2 separate regions of the Canis lupus genome follow, and region 2 is linked to region 1. A link is a contact called in public Hi-C data. All regions are on one chromosome and are shown on one strand. Each heading gives the region's core, a stretch centred on a gene start, on an enhancer-like site or on the middle of the called end of the contact. The rest is flanking DNA. Distances are from core to core; before and after follow the strand shown. Region 1 holds the start of HLTF (helicase-like transcription factor). Region 2 overlaps HPS3 (Hermansky-Pudlak syndrome 3 protein).

Evidence for each region. Hi-C and Micro-C count contacts between places; a contact is called where the count stands out from the background.
Region 2: a contact with region 1 is called in a Hi-C map of blood, with 2.3 times the contacts expected there. The contact joins the enhancer-like site here to the promoter of HLTF in region 1. A contact is called at or near these places in 2 of 9 Hi-C or Micro-C datasets (both in blood).

What each region holds. Positions count from the first base shown.
Region 1 is chr23:44,437,383-44,439,990 of UU_Cfam_GSD_1.0, reverse strand. It overlaps HLTF (helicase-like transcription factor), which reads left to right and starts at 1,279. Exons shown (of 25, transcript XM_038571167.1): 1 at 1,279-1,498. The coding sequence starts at 1,479.
Region 2 is chr23:44,484,672-44,487,279 of UU_Cfam_GSD_1.0, reverse strand. HPS3 (Hermansky-Pudlak syndrome 3 protein) reads right to left here. Exons shown (of 14, transcript XM_038571184.1): 11 at 2,155-2,388. CP (ceruloplasmin) reads left to right here. Exons shown (of 22, transcript XM_038571174.1): 22 at 187-640. Among named protein-coding and RNA genes, the nearest start is that of HPS3, 28 kb to the right of the region's middle. Within about 2 kb of position 1,294, at least 5 of the 20 cell types and tissues checked have an H3K27ac peak or open chromatin away from gene starts, as enhancers often do. A contact at or near this core is called in blood, where this site is marked.

The DNA of each region.
Region 1 (2,608 bases), core at 30-2,529:
AGAGTGGTCCATTTTACACTTCCTTCGGCACAGTATGAAGAGTAGTCAATAAGACAGCTTTTCAAGAGGCATTTGTTCATTGCCTTAAGCTATCCTCGTGAGCATGAACCAGTAATGGAAAGAGAGATCGAATTTGCAGGGATTTATTTCATTTCAGTAAACAGAAGGAAGATGATGAGGAAGACGAAAATGGTAGCTTTTTTTTTTTTTAAGATTTTATGTATTTATTCATGAGAGACACAGAGAAAGAGAGAAGCAGAGACACAGGCAGGAGGAGAAGCAGGCCCCATGCGGGGAGCCTGACGTGGGACTCGATCCCAGGTCTCTAGGTCACACCCTGGGCCAAAGGCAGGCGCCTAACAGCTGAGGCACCCGGGGACCCCCAACAGTGGCGTTTCTGATGAATTTATTTGCACCCAAAGTCCGGTTCTCCTCGGGCTCTCCTTAGGCTCCCGAGCCATCGGTGGAGCTCAGGGACTTCCTCTCACCTGCCCACCTGGGCCGCCAGGTGCTGCAGGCGAAGCTGGTTCCGCCCACCACGCCCGGGGGTCACCGGTCGCCGCCAGCCAGTCCCCCCGCCACCCATTTTAGGTCTGTCCTCTAACTCAGGAAATGAACATATTTCCCTTAGAAGAAGAAGAAGATGAAGAGGCAACTCCGGGGGGGGGGGGGAAGGGGGGGGAGTGTCAAAATTCATTTTAAAACAATATATTTTTACTTAACCTAAGGGGTCAACATTCCAGCCTCGAGTTCTCACAATTCGCTGCCGTGTCCCCTCAGATTTCGCTACCGACGCTCAAAACGAGTGGCTCGAGGGCAAGCGCCCGAGGTTCACCGCGGGAAACCGAGGGAAGTAACCCGGGAGCTCCGGGGCTCGGGAACCCGGGCGGCACGGGCCGCGTCAGATGAGAACGTAAGAGGTCGGCCGAGGTGACGCCTCAAGCCCGGGGCCGAGGCTTGGGGCCGAGGCTTGGGCCCGGGGCAAAGCGCGGGCAGCGGGGCCGCCTCCCAGGGCTTGAGGCTGGGTATCGGGCAGGAGGCGCGGGCGCCGCGGGTACGCCTCTCCGACTCCCGGGGCCGCGTGGCTTTCCCGCGCGCCCGCCTCGGGGGCGGGGAAGAACCCGGATGGAACCGCCCCTGCGGCCGGGACCCCCTACTGCCTTTGAATCCCTGCGTGGGGCGGAGTTGCCCTCCCTCCCGCGCTCTGATTGGTTCGTCTCCTTAGGCCCCTCCTCGCGATTGGGCGATCCCAGTGTCAGTCAGCGGGCGTCGCTGGTCTCTCAGCTTGTTGCTAGAAGGCGACGGCGTCGACGTCTGACTAGACTCGGCGGCGTCTCACTCCCGCCGGAGCGCTTCTCCTCCGGCGCTCGGCATCCGCCCGGTGCTCCTTGGCGGTGGGGCCTGCGGGGAGGAGTACTGAGGCGGCTCGAGGGCTCGCTGGGGCGCCCAAGCCTTCGGTCCGTCAGCGGCTCAGCGCCATGTCCTGGATGTTCAAGAGGTGAAGGGGGCGGGGGCGGGGCGCAGGGGGTAACGGCCTGTCGGCGTCCCCAGATGAACCTGACCTTCCCCGCGCTCCCGCCGCAGCTCGTGGGCGTCCTGCCGGCGGCTCCCCTCGCCGCGGGAGAAGTGAATGCCCAGTGCTGGCTGGCGAGGGGGGCTCCCCGGGCGGGCCGCAAGCCAGGGCCTGGGGGGGGGTCTCTCGCCCGAGGGCCGTGGAGGGGGGGGCGGGGCTCGGGGCGCCGCTCCTCGGCCGAGATGCTGCCTGAGCTTCACTCAGGAAACACCCGTTAGATGCTCCCCGTGCGCTCTCGGCGGTTGCGCGGAATAAAGGGCCGATCCCGCCCGGCCGCGTCCCCCGGCGGCTCCCAGGCCCGGTGCCTGCGCCGACATGGAGACGCCGTGTGTGCGGTGCGGCCGGAGCGGGGTACGCGGCGCACGGGAAAAACGCGGGGAAACAGCTCCCCGGCGACCTCGGGAGCCCGGAAACTCGGAGGGAGCCCCTCAGCGCACTTCCCCTTATTTTTCATTCTCCACAGCGGTTTTCGGGCCTGTTGCAGAAAGTTACCCGTGAGGGGAGGGAGGAGGGTACCCTTGAGGCAAAGGGGAGCGAGCGACAGGCCGGAGGGAGGGTCACTCCCCCCACCCCCACCCCACGACCTGCCTGAAACCACGGGTTCTGTTTGGAGAGAATTATTATTATTTATTTTTATTATTATTTTTTTTTGTTTGGAGATAATTGAAATAGCGGATGCTGGATGCAGTCTCCGTCACCGTGTAAATGGCGTCACATGTAATAACAGCCCCACATTTGCAAGTTGTTTCTGGTTCGTTGGTTTTTTTTTTTTTTTTCCTTTTTTCTTTTTTTTAACCGGCGTTTGGTGTGTGGTTAAGAGTCAGACACCTCGTATATATTTCGGTTTCAATAGAAGATCATCACGAGGAAGTAGATCTGTTGAACCCTTGTTGGGAGTTTTCGTTTTGAAATACTGGGTGGGTAGAAGAGGCATCGCTGAACAGGTAGGGTTCCTGGCGGCCTTCCCTGCTCGCTCCAGTCCCTGCTTTACGCATAGTAACGCTCTCAATCTTTTTTTTTTTTTTTTTTTTTTTA
Region 2 (2,608 bases), core at 45-2,544, 47 kb before region 1:
CAAAATTATTTAACATGCAAGGAATTTACTCATGGACGAATTTTAAATGTATCTTTAATTCCTGTCTATAAGATATCTGGTAATATAAATGAGGTTTGCTACTAAACCATTATAAATAAGAAGGTAAACTATTGTAATGTGTAATGTATAAGTTTAATTTAACTTATTATTCTATTTTCTCACCAGATCCTGTGATGTTCGCAATGGTATGGTGTCAGGGGGCTGCCTCTTGGATAATCTCCAGATGTACTGTGATGTGAGCTTGAAAAAGAGTTCCTGGAGAACCACATCTGGGAGACCTGCTACAAGCTGAGCTTCCCAAAGGTCTACCAAGAGCTGAGGAATTATATCTTCATCCTTGCCACAAAGTACCTTGAAAACAGTGGATCAAGCCCCCATATCCCAGATAAATATAGTATTGATCAAGTTACACCTAGTCTGAATAGCACTCCATCGTGTGGGCGATGCACTTAATAATTTATCATTAGCATTAATGACAAGGGGAAAGTAGATTCAGATATTTGAACAGAAAATAGATTCTTGATGGCATAAATGGAATTTTCTAGATACTTTTTTTTAATCTGTACTTTTATAAATTTGTTATGGGTAAGTCTTTTTTTAATAAACAAATGAAAACTCAGTCTCTTGTTCTGCTTCCTGTCCCCCACCAATTTTATCGGCCTATCCAGAACCATTACATTTTGAAAATGACAAACCTTAAAAAAGGAATCTGCTTCTTCAATTCCAATTTTGTTGTTCTTCTGTAAACCCAGAACTGCAGCCACAAGCAGTCCAGGCTGAGTGTCCTTCAAGTGTGCTGCAAGCTCAGTTGGAACAATCTGTCCCTTTCTCTGGTGCATCAGTAGCCGAGGTTCCAGAATGAAGCCACATACCAACTTCATCTTCAGATAAGATACTTAGGATCAAAATGTGCATTGCAGTCATCTTGAAAATATATGCCACTGCGCTCAAGGTTCATGGTTAAGCTATTAATATTTCAATGTCAACTTTTTCTTTAACTACAAAGCTCTTGCTTTAAGAAGGACATTGCTGTTAACTGTCTTTGAAGAAGTTATTAATATTTAAGCATCAGGATATCCTATTTTTATAGAGAGCCTTATATTTAAGTCTAGCTGTTTAAAAATAATATACCTTAAGAATATAAAAAGAATATTTCCTAAGAAAATTTATCTTTCTAAAATTGTACTCTTCAAAAGGAAGAGCACACCTCAATGTTGACTCGCTCTCTTCAGCATAACAAAACATGTCATTTGTACAATGATAAACCACTTCTGCTTTCTTGTTTTAGAAACTAACGTGATACTGTGGGCATTTGATCACAGGCAACAAAACAGCAGTATAGGAGCACAGGATCAAAAGTCATATTACCCGCTCCAAATCCTGGCTCAAACACTCACCAGCTATGTGATTTTGGACAACTCATCTCATTTATCCTCTCTTTGTCTTAGTTCCCTCATCTGTATAGTAGGTATAATAATAGCTTCTAACTTAGAGCATTGTTGTAAGAATTAGGTAAGATAGCATATGCAAGAGGGTTAGAAGAGACCTAGGAAGTAATGTGCTCAATTAACATTACCTTTTAATTTCTTCCCTTAATGTTTAACATCTTTGGCACATGGCCCTAAATGGGCTCTCTTTGAAAGAAAAACTTCCTTTTCCTTAATATATCATTCAAATACCAATGTTCCATCACGTAATTTGTAATTTTCCCAAGTGCAGGCCATTTCCTCAACTATTAGACTCCTAAGGCTCATGGTTAACTCACTTGCTGTACTTGAATACACAACACTCTATTCTGTTTCAGTGGACATACCATATCCCTCACACTAGACTAGACTGTCCCTTAGGGCAGAGCCTGTATATTCTTTAGTACCAAGTACTGTGCTCTGAAAGTACCTAACGCAAAGTTGAAAGGTCTTTGGATACCCGTTGCTCCCACTGATCATTATTTCTTTTCCATTTACCAGATCCAAAGCCCAAGCACTCCCACTCTGGGTCACTTCTTTTCTAACATTAAGTCTATTTTCCTTTATGACTAAGAAAAAAATGAACTAGGCAGAGGCCAGAAGGAAACACCTCAGGACTACCAGGTTCTGTTTCATCCTGCTGTTAATACCAAGCAGGGCACTGTACCTCTGGATGGCTTTTCATTTCATTTCTGTGCATGTCAAGATCTCCCATTTTCAGAGCCAGTGCTGCTTTGGTCAATGTCACTAAGATCGATGAAAACCCAGAAGTATCCAGCTTTCTTAGATAGCTCATGGCAGTTAGAGGATTAATATTCTTCATAGAAGGACTACAGAGAATATGGGGCAGTTGCTTTGGCTCAGCCACATGGAACATCTGAACGACTTTTGCTGCTAATTCCTTTGGTGAACATAAATAAGAAATAAAGGGTCAGTTAACCAACAGAAAGCAACAAAGTCAGGAAAAAAAAAAAAGCGATACAAAGCCAAGATATAAATTTCCAAATAAGATAAAATTATAACATTTGAATTAAAAAAAGACAGAGTTCGTGGTGATAATGTGGGAGACCTGAGATGACCTGACGTGATCTCTTTGCTGAGTTATAATGAAGAAAAAGCAG